Regions from separate parts of the Astyanax mexicanus genome. Here region 1 is linked to region 2. The links are chromatin contacts, called in public Hi-C maps. All regions are on one chromosome and are shown on one strand. Each heading gives the region's core, a stretch centred on a gene start, on an enhancer-like site or on the middle of the called end of the contact. The rest is flanking DNA. Distances are from core to core; before and after follow the strand shown.

The links. Hi-C and Micro-C count contacts between places; a contact is called where the count stands out from the background.
Region 1: a Hi-C map of muscle shows a contact between it and region 2, with 10 times the contacts expected there. The contact joins two enhancer-like sites. A contact is called at or near these places in 2 of 3 Hi-C or Micro-C datasets (both in muscle).

Annotation. Positions count from the first base shown.
Region 1 is chr3:54,607,668-54,613,234 of AstMex3_surface, forward strand. It overlaps rnf216 (ring finger protein 216), which reads right to left. Exons shown (of 17, transcript XM_007247806.4): 14 at 4,668-4,765; 15 at 1,293-1,515. Among protein-coding and RNA genes, the nearest start is that of fscn1a, 38 kb to the left of the region's middle. Within about 2 kb of position 1,339, the one cell type or tissue checked has an H3K27ac peak away from gene starts, as active enhancers do.
Region 2 is chr3:54,541,899-54,547,668 of AstMex3_surface, forward strand. It overlaps LOC125799415 (a long non-coding RNA gene), which reads left to right. Exons shown (of 3, transcript XR_007438316.1): 2 at 1,581-1,658; 3 at 3,045-3,951. Among protein-coding and RNA genes, the nearest start is that of LOC125799415, 7.4 kb to the left of the region's middle. Within about 2 kb of position 3,148, the one cell type or tissue checked has an H3K27ac peak away from gene starts, as active enhancers do.

The sequences.
Region 1 (5,567 bases), core at 89-2,588, 64 kb after region 2:
ATTTGAAGAACATATTACTAGTAATGCCCCCAGCACTAGCACTTGGAAGCTGCAGACAAGCACATGCAGCCTCAGATGCATAAGAAAACAACCACTACCTCTTTTCAGACTGCTACTATTTGTAGCTTTACTGGCTGGTCAGTGCACTCTGAGGAAAGAGCCGGATCTCCAGCTCTGATACATCAACTGCCTGTATCAGATGCCTGTGCTGACCAACATTACACCAACATTGTGCTCTCTTGGAGTCCGGCTGCTGATGGAAAGTGATTTGAACAGGCGACGGAACTGGATCACTTTATTTTTAGGCATTTATATAAAAGCTGCATTAAACAGACACTGCTGGACAAATCATTTGTTTTATCTAAATGTGTGTATTAGACCCGGCCCGAGGAAAGTGCTGGGAAATCTCAGGTCAGGCCAGGCAGTGAATCTAAGTTCTAAGGGAATATAAGGGTCAGGCTCTGTTTTTTAATGTATTTTTATTTTATATAAAGCTATGGTGTGATAATCACACAATAGTAAAGTAACAAATCAAACTGTGTTTAAAAAAATGTTGCACAAGTTAGAATGTTTTAATAGCATAGCCTTATTACTGTTTTATGCATTTTGCATGTAAGCTATATGTTCAAAATAAAAAAATGTTTTGTTCAAAAAGTATTTTATATTTTTAAACATTGTTAATTAGTTCAGAGTAGACGAAAGTCATTGTAAATGATGTTATTGTTCTTGGTCTATTTAGGTTAATGAGTGTGCAGTGCATGGTCTTATTGTTGTTCTGTGTGTTTTGCACTAAGGCTATTTGTTGAAAAATAAAAAATAGTTTGTTTAAAATGTGTTTTATTTTCTTAGACATTGTTTATTATATTAGAGTTGACAGGGAGATTGGTTCTTAATAAACATTTTTATTAAATAATAATGGGTCTATGCTTCTTCAGTGTTGCAATGTTAATTAACATCTTTCTAAACAGATTTGGCTCCTTCACTCATACAGTCCGAAAATGTTTTTTTTTTTTTTTTTTTAAACTTAGTTTTACCGCTCTACTTATTTAAAAATGTGGGTTTAAATCGGCTCAAGCTCACGAAAACAGTTTATGGAGCGGGTCGGGTCGAGCTTGGGCAGAACGTGCATGTGCACAGGCTCGAGCCGGGTCGGGCTGGATTTTTTGGGCTCGATCTAAACTCTAATGTTTATACACACAGGTCAAGTTTGCTCAGGTGTTGGAAGGGTCAACCATACTACCATGCTTTGGAAGAGACAATTGCCCATGTACGTGTGTGTGTCGAGAGTTTACCGTAGGGTCTGTCCACAGCGAACACTTCTTGCAGTGGCGGCAGGGGGCGCCGGGTGAGCGGGCATGCTGGCAGAAGTGGTTGTAACCATTGATGGGCTCACGGCAGAGGTAGCACATGAAGGCGCCGCAACGGCAGGACATTCGGTTGCAGCCCTCCGATTTCACCAGGCCCGTGGAACACTTATGGCACTTTCTGACACGGGCTGCCGTCATCCTCTCCTCACTGTGGCAAAATAGACAAAAAAGACATGATTTTACATGTTTTATATGAATGTACGACATGGCAGAAGCTCTGTAATCATTTTGCAGAGTGTAGTGCATAGTTTAGAAAAGGGTTGCTAGGAAAATAATGTAGCTTTGTGTGTTTAATTTAACCTCTCGGTGGGCTCGCTTCCTGTGAGAGGAAAAGAAAAGGTGTCAAGGACTGAGGGTAAACAGGATATGCTGTCTTTAGACCTGCTGCTTCCTCCAGAAAGAGATAGGAAGGAAGCCACAATGCTTCACATCCTGACCAGACCAGGAAGCGACGGACCATGATAGCCTGCAGCCCCACTGAGCATATTTATACAGGCCTGCAGTGTCATGTAGTCTTGCTTATCAAAGCGGAGCACTGCTCGTGCGCAAAAGGGCACCAACAATCCAAACTGGCTAAACGGTCCTTTTAACATTTGCACTTTTAGCAATAATCAAATAGAAAGGGGTTAAGTGTAAACACAAGTTGTGAACTAACATTAACCTGCCAATTTGCCGGCACAAGGCTCATTACAAGTAGCAATTTACACCTGGAAGCACCAGAACTCAGATTTTGTAGTCAGAAAGTCGTGGAAAGTCTTATCAACCCTAAGTTTAGATTTCAAGATTGCTGCCCTTAACATCAGCCATAGTAAAAACAGTAGTATTAAAAAGTTTTATTATCACTTCTTTCCATGTGTGCATCCTTAAATTTGTTGTACACATGGTACTGTCCACTTTCTATATGTGGACATGTTTCCAGTGTGTTTAAAGTAAGAGAACTGGTCAGTTAGTGCCGCAGAAGGTAAAAGCTAAACATGGAGGGGGAGCGTTCAGCTACTACACTGCGCTTAAATGGAATCAGTTGTTAGAGAGCGTTAGAAGAGCCCCAACATTAGACGTTTGTTTAAATCCAGACTGAAATCCTTTATGTTTGAGCAAGTCTTCAGCTCAGTTTTAAAAATTGCAGCTCCGCACACTTTTATTCTGTAACAGCATATATATATATATATATATATATATATATATATATATATATATATATATATATATATATATATATATATATATATATATATATAATGTTTGAATCATGTTTTATTCATTCTTTATTTTTATTTCAAATTCATAGTTGTTCTTTTACATGTGAATCCTGCCTCAGGCTCTTGCCACTGTCACTCAGTATCAATTTTCAGTTCCGGATGTCTGTGAATCTATAAATAATAGATATAAATACACTTCCTTCGAAACTTGATTACTCTTGAACACAAGCTCATGCAATGTTTTTTTTTTCTTGGATACTGAAAACTTCACAGTAAATACTAAAATGGCACAGAAACATTCTGCTTTGCCAGCAATGCTGTACTGCTTTTGCACAACAGCATCACACGAGGGGAATATTTCACAGCTTCTCTCGCAACTAGAATCACGCAGACAAACTTTTTACTCACGAAAACTAAACGCCAGGATTTCTAATGCACTTTACTTTTTAAGCTGAGTTTAGGAATAGAATAGAATAAGAAATTTCATTGTTTATCTCTGTAAACTGTTGCAGCAGGTAGTGTGTGTGTGGTGTCATATGGATCCAGAGGTCTGGGACTGAGGGTCTGATACTTGCACTGGGGTCTGTCTGTGAGGAGTTTGGTGTTTTCTCTCTGTATCTGTGTGGTTTTCTTTTGGGTGCTCTGTTTTTATTTAATATTTTTTTTAAAACACACATGGCAGGTGGATTGCTAGGATAACATTTCCCTAGATCTGAAAATTTCTTGTAGTCCTGCCTTGCACTTAATGATTTTAGGTAGGCTCCACAACCACTGTGACAGTCAGAAAAGAGATGGGTAAGAAAATAGATGGATGGATGAAGGAACTAAAAAAAAAACAGCACATCTGCAGAAAATGTTTCAACATGTAAATGTGTGTAAAATAAGTTTGAATGAGGCACAATTCTCTATTTTACCCATCTGTTTATAAATATGCCTGAACTTTGTGAAATAGGGGTGGGGCAAAATACCGTGAAATCGGTTGATAGATTCCTGGTATTTGCTTATTTAGGAGTATTTTGTGTGGAGTATTGCAGATTCACAGTAATGTATGATATATGTTTTCATGATTTAGAATCAGGAATTTCTTCACCAGTATAAATAAAATCAAATCATATCAAATCTTTTTGCACTGCCTGCCCCAAAAAAAAGTCACCACCTGTATTTAACTAAAATTAAATGATGTGGGGTTGATGCTGTAGTTGGTCTGCAGGTCTAGGTTCAGCAACAGTATGTGCTAAAAGAATGAGGTCAGCTGATTATCTGAATATACTGAATATAGACCAGGTTATTCCATCAATGGATTTTTTCTTTTTGTATTCCAAGATAATACCAGGATTCATGGTGCTGAAATTGTGAAAGAGTCCAGGGAGCATGAGATCATCATTTTCACACATGGATTGAGAGAGTTCACCACAGAGTCCAGACTTTAACCTCATTGAGAATCTTTGGGATGTGCTGGATGGAGAAGAGCTGCTTTGTGCAGCGGTTGGTCAGACTCTGCCATCATCAATGCTGCTGCAAGATCTTGGTGAAAAATTAATCCAGCAACACTGGATTTAAATAAATCTTGTGACATTGCAGAAGCTTATTAAAACAATGCCACAGTGAATGTGTGCTGCAATCAAAGATAAAGACGGTCCAACCAAATATTAGAATGTGACCTATTTTTTTTAGTGTAGATTTGTAGTGTATGTAGATTTGATATTTATATAGTGGCGGGAAAAACTCTACCAAATCAAGAAAAAGAAACCTCCAAAGGAACCATTACTTTTATATCATCATTCCATTTTCCTCTGATAATTAATACAAACATTCTGCTGTTGGTTTGAATTCTGCTGGTATGATGCATAAGGACTGGATGTATTAATTATGTAAAACCTGAACATTACAGGCAAAAAGGGCTACATTTAAAGGAGGTCTCACTGGAGAATTGTGTGAACCGCCTGAAGATATAAAAAAGTAGACTCAGCACTGAAGATGATGTTAATGATGTTAATGATGATCCCCAGTGATGCATGATGTCAGCAGGACCCTAGCGGTTCTACTTGCTGAATTATTGAGAGGCAGGTCTCTGGGTGAAGATTTTCATACAGGCACTTACAAAGCCACCCGCAGCCGGATCTCGTCCCTCTCCAGCACCTGCTCGCAGGTCTTTCCCGCATGCTCCTTCCACACCACATGGCACTTCCGGCAGCTCTCCTGAGGACCAGAAGAGAACACACACACACACACAAACAAACAAACACACATACAGAGGCTCAGCATTAGAATTAAAATCATCGTCATCGTCTAAATATACAGTGTCAAACTGGGCAGCTGTGTTCTCGGTCATTCTTCTGAAAGCGTACGAGCACACGGTCAGGAAGAGGCCTGGGTTCCCTATATTGTGTGGGATCTGCACTCAGCCAGACCGGTAGTGCTGGTACTATGACTCCTGTGGGAATAAAGCCAGGGAAGGCCATTAGACTACACTGTCTGCTCAGGTCAACACACGGCAGGATAAAAGCAGGCAGCTGCATTATGTACAGACCAGACCACAGCAAACACACACACACACGTGTCATATCCTAACATTTCCTAATGCTTCTATAGAGACACATTCCTCCCTAGCACTCATTAACCCTTCAAAATGACATATATACACTGATATGGACAAATTACAAACCAATACACTAAAGCAGATTTGGGTTTTTCATACCACTAAGAGAGAAAAAATTAAGATGACTTCTTCCACTACAGAAAAATGCCTAAAACTTATTTAACCCAATATTAAGATATTGCAGACTACAGTGAGCTTGTTACTTCTGTAGACAATATTTTAACCAAAATAAACAATAAATTAACACACAAACATACATTTTACTGAAAACAGAGTTTAATGCAAAATTATGGTTATCTAACTACCATACCTACAGTAGAATCTTCACTATCTAAAAGCAAGTAATGAACATACCTAGAAAAAAAAGTCACTCAGCATTATTTGTACCCCTGAGTTACAAAT
Region 2 (5,770 bases), core at 1,898-4,397:
CAGATTGTTTAGAAAGTCCTTGTTTGCAACAATTACGGCCAGTCTACTGAACCTTATGTTGGCTTTAGTAATTCCCCTGTCTACTAAAAACAAGAAAAACTTTTGAAGATTCAATTTCCAGCCCACTGCTCTATTAATCACTGAATACTTTCAGCTCAGATAACTGAAAGTCATCTGATACTTTTAAACAATATGAAATCATTCAGGTCTCTTAGATCCATGGACTGGGTCAACAAGTAGACTAACAAGCCCAGACTAACCAGAATAACCAGGGTATAGCAGCATTTTGCTTTTTTATGGTGTTTACACCTTTGGACAAACTGCCAGAAGAGCTTAAATGTGCCCCAGCTGTAGCAATTTTTAAAACTAAATTAATGCCTATGATTGAGCACTATAACTTGCACTTTACCTTCATGTATATTTTTTCTTTATTTTCTATAAATATGTAAGGTAGGAACAAGTCAGAAAGTTTGCATTGCTTTGCATGTAGTTATCACATAGTAATCCATTCATCTGTCCATCTATCCACTGTTCACTTCTTCCTGGTAAGGGTTGCGGTTTGTTCAGAGCCTTCCTGGAATCATTGTGTACAAAAGAATATCTCATACATCAAATTCCTTACAGACAGAGACTGGAACAAGGATTGAGTCTTTGTACCCAAATGTTCTTAAAGATTTGAAGATGCTTTTAAACAATTTAGACATTTCAATTGTTAATTATTGTATATTCATCTGCAAATGTCCTGTCTGCTTAATACATATGCATAAGCAATGAATGATATTATACATATTTTAAATCAATAATGTTATTTAATTTAAATGTCTTGCAGGATGTTGTCTTCATATTTCACTGAGGTAAAGCGTATTCTGTCCATGCTGTTATGCTAAAATATCAGGGTAATTAAAGTAATTTTGGAAAATTAAAGTGATCAAGTGTCTAAAATTATGTGTCTATGAAAAAGAACAAAGACATAAAAAACAAAACATGAATAATTCAACCTGTTTGCAATTCTAGTACAACCATGATTTCATAAATCTGTCCAGTAGTTTGTGGAGAAGCATGATTGTATGTCCTATAGCAGGAGTGGCCAACCTTTCAAACACAAAGAACCAGAAACAAACAAAAAAAAAAGCTCTGGAAAAAATTAAGAGACCACTTCAGTTTCTGAATCAGTTTTTTTGATTTCGCTATTTATAGCTTTATGTTTGAGTAAAATGAACATTGTTGTTTCATTCTATGTTTCATTCTATATATATGCTGTTATGCTAAAATATCAGGGTAATTAAAGTAATTTTGGAAAATTAAAGTGATCAAGTGTCTAAAATTATGTGTCTATGAAAAAGAACAAAGACATAAAAAACAAAACATGAATAATTCAACCATGATTTCATCAAATGCCAATTTTCGCTATACTTGTTGTGCACCCTGTTATTGGTTTCCTGATAATGATAATGACCCACTGTCCCTTTTGACGCACTGTCCCTCTACATGTATTTCTGTGTTTATGTAAAGCACTTTGAATTGCCCCTGTACAGATGAAAGGTGCTACACAAATAAAAACTTGTCTTGTCCTCCTGTAGATGTTGTGTCTCAGTAAGGTCAGTAGGTGGAGTAGCAGAGCTCAGAGAAAGCTGCTTGTGAACACACTCCCTATATGCGTGAGTCACTGTTTGGCTGCTACACACCTTAACCCTTTCAGACCATGCAATTATTCTTTTTTTTTTTTTGCATATAACACTAATTAGGGCACATTGTTTATCTTAATAGACCATGAACCAGTAAATAAAAAAGTGTATAATACAATTAAACAATAGCTTAGCCCCACACACTGCACTGAAAAATAACATTCACCTCAGACATTAGGCCATGGCAGCACTAGAGCCAATAAGGCAAAGTAAGAGCTGATTTTCACTAATTTTATGTAATTTAGAACATTTTTCTGTCAAAATTAGGGATTTTTTTTTTAATTAAAAGGAATATCAATATCAAATATAAAATATAAAATGTTATCACAGGCCTCCAGTGCAATGAACATTAAAAAACAACAAATATTTTAGTTTACTGGATTTCTTTCATACATAAAGTTTATATTTGAATATTAGAGTCTTCTTTTATGTTCATCACAGACAAAAATTAGAAATTAGCAATGGTTTGTTTTTTCATCACTGGATCTTAATTCAGGTAGGAAAGAGTTAATAAACTGTGCCTCTGTATAATATTAATTTCTATTCATTATTACAATTTCACAATAACACAAAATCACTAGAACATTAAATCACACGAAATCACAAGAAATCCAACAGTACAATATATCAGGGAGGCCAATCAATCCACAAAAATATGTATTGCTAAATTATATGTTCATAATTGAAAATTACAGCTCTGGAAAAAATTAAGGGACTGCTTAAAAATGTAGAGTTTCTTTGATTTGACCAAATTTACCAATAACCATAAAATATAAGAATTTTTGCACCAGGAATGGCATAAAGTTATCCAAAAGCAGTGTATTAGACTGGTGGAAGAGGATGATGCCAATATGCCTAAAAACTGTTAAAAAAAAAACCAGGGTTATTCCACCAAATGTTGATTTCTGAACTCTTAAAACTTTATGAACATGATCTTGTTTTCTTTGCATTATTTGAGGTCTGAAAGCTCTGCATTTTTTTGTTATTTCAGCCATTTCTAATTGTCTGCAAATAAATGCTCTAAACAACAATATTTATATTTGGAGTTTGGGAGAAATGTTGTCCATAGTTATATATATATAGAATGAAACATAGAATGAAACAACAATGTTCATTTTACTCAAACATAAAGCTATAAATAGCGAAATCAAAAAAACTGATTCAGAAACTGAAGTGGTCTCTTAATTTTTTCCAGAGCTTTTTTTTTTGTTTGTTTCTGGTTCTTTGTGTTTGAAAGGTTGGCCACTCCTGCTATAGGACATATAATCATGCTTCTCCACAAACTACTGGACAGATTTATGAGACCAAAAAAAGCTGCATCGAGCACCATAAACCTGAATGATGTGTTCTGTTGTTTAGGTATCTGTGAAAATGACCTTCAGCGCTGACTGGACACAGACTCTCACGTTTGCATCAGCAGCTTTACCCTCAGATCCTGTTCCTCCATCCGTCACAGAGCCTCTCTGCCTCCCCATGCAGATCAATGGAGCAGGGGCTGCGGTGTAAGGTGAGACTTGGCCCAGGTTTATGCAGCCTGCACTGTGCTTTATATTATGGTGGTATTTGTGCTTCATTTTCAGTCATGTAGAATTTTTGGGAACCGAGGGATAACATTCTCCTGACTCACGGTCAAAAATAGCAGTGAAACTCAGAGAGGAAGAGGAATATTCACGATATGGTTTAAAATAGGACATGGAGGAAATGAGGGTAAGGATATGATGCAAATTCATAGCTAAAGCTTAAGACATGCACGCTGCAGATGCAGATAAATGGTAAGAAAAGCAGCTCTTCTACAGATCAGAGCACAATTCTTCTGCAGTGCATAATGATTATATAAAATAACATTACATTTGGCAGATGCTTTTGTCCAAAGAGACTTTATGTACAAATATTGATGTACATATAATGTACATCAAACCTGGGCCAAGTCACTTTTTTTTTTTTTTTCTCACTTTTGTTTTTATCTATTATTTATTTGATATTTATTCACTGTTACTCTTGTGCAATAATACTGGTCCACCCTACCATAATCATATCTCTATGCACTAGATGTATATATATATATTTTTTTTTTCTTTTACTATATATAATTTTTTAAACTCTTTATATATTTTCCTACAATAGGTTTTCTGTATATATAGATTTATCATTATTTGTATTTACCTTTTCCTGACCTGTTTCTCTGTCCTTTACTCTGCACTGCTGTAACATGGTAAATTTCCCCATTGTGGGATTAATAAAGGATTATCTTATCTTATCTTATCTTATCTTAGTAATAGAGGACATAGAAGTTCAAGATAAAAAAATATATTTTTAGACAGGGCCTAAAGGAGGCCAAAGGGAAATAGTGGGAAAAAGGAGAAAAGGAGGGGAATCAGGAAATGAAGTTAAAGTTAGTTAGTTTGTTAGAGGTGTTAGGAGAGTAAGTGCAGTTTGAAGAGCTCTGTCTTTTTCAGAATTTCTTAAATGTAGTAGAGGTTCTACTCCTGCTCTGGTAGTAGAACATATAAAAATCAAAATAAAGCATCCAGTGCTAACCGCTAACACCTGTGGTATTGCAATGTAAAACCCTTAGAAACAGGCAGGCTGGCATCACAATTTTTTTTCACAGAGAGAAATGAAGATGAAAAATCACAAAAACTTTATGTTTAAGTTAATTTTCTGCTGCACACAAGAAAAAAACAGAACCCTAGCAACCTTCCAAGTTTATTTTTGTTTTTACTATTTAAATCACGAATAGTCAACTAACTAATTTACTAGTCGACTACTTTTATTTATAACCAGTTGCAACCTCTAGGCAGTGACCACTTTGTTTCTACTTGCTGGTGCTGAGTTTCCGAATGGTTCTTTGTTTTTCCACCACAAAATCACAGGTTCTCGGCCAGAAAAGTGGGTGCCGTTCTAGCCCCACAATCTTGCTGATCTGGAACCAGTGAACCTGTTATAGATAGATAGATAAATAAATAAATAAATAAATAGATAGATAGATAGATAGATAGACAGACAGACAGACAGACAGACAGACAGATAGATACTTTATTGATCCCCGAGGGGAAATTTTGGACATCCAGCAGCGGGTATACACAGTACACAAACTAACTAGAGTGAACAGAGTGAAAACGTGTCACAGAGTCTTCAGTTTGCTGTGCTGAGAGGAGTTGAACCGTCTTATGGCCTGAGGGACAAAAGACTTTCGGAGTCTGTCAGTGGAGCAGGACTGGGACAGTAGTCTGCCACTGAATGAGCTCCTCTGCCTGGTGATGGTGCTGTGCAGAGGATGGTGAACATTGTCCATGATGTTCAGTAGCTTGCTGATGCATGATGCAAGCGGCCAAAGGAAGGGGCATTCAAACGTCACTGTTGCAGAATTGTTATATATAAATTGTTAATACAAACTTTACGGCCATTTTTTTAGCTAAGAGTAGCAGAAGCAGCTAAAACTGAAAACGAATCAACAATGGTCCACCAAAGAATCTAACGCACTGACACATTTTGACTTGGATTCTGGGGTTAAGCATTTACATAATATAAACCAGTTGATCGTATTGGGTTATACCTTTTAATTTGATACTCCTTCCAGTAATGTAGGCCAATTTTAGACAAACATGGTTACTGAATACTGGAATGGCACCTTATTATTATTCGATTGGCCATTGCAGTTCTTCTCTACAGAGTTAAGGAAAGTCAGCAATGGGTACAAATTAACCCTTGTGTGGTGTTCATATTTTTGTTACTCGTTTACTTTGTTACTTGTATTTAATTCAGCAAAATTAAGCAATTTTACTTTAAAATGCTTTACACATGCTTCCTTCACCTAAATTGCAAGCAATATAAACAGCTTACATGGTTAATATTTGCCCTTTACCTTTCTTATGTTACATTTCTTTCAAAAAGTGCTACTCTTTTTTTTATTAGTTTTTTAATAAAATGTAAAAGAAAATGAATTAAACTCAAGATATGAATAGAAAATTTGTTTAGTTTCAAATTTACAAATGAAGCAATGTTTATTAGCCCTTGGCCAAACATACTGTATGTAATATAAATGGTTGGGGGGGGGTGTACAGTGTGTGTTTATCGAAAATGTG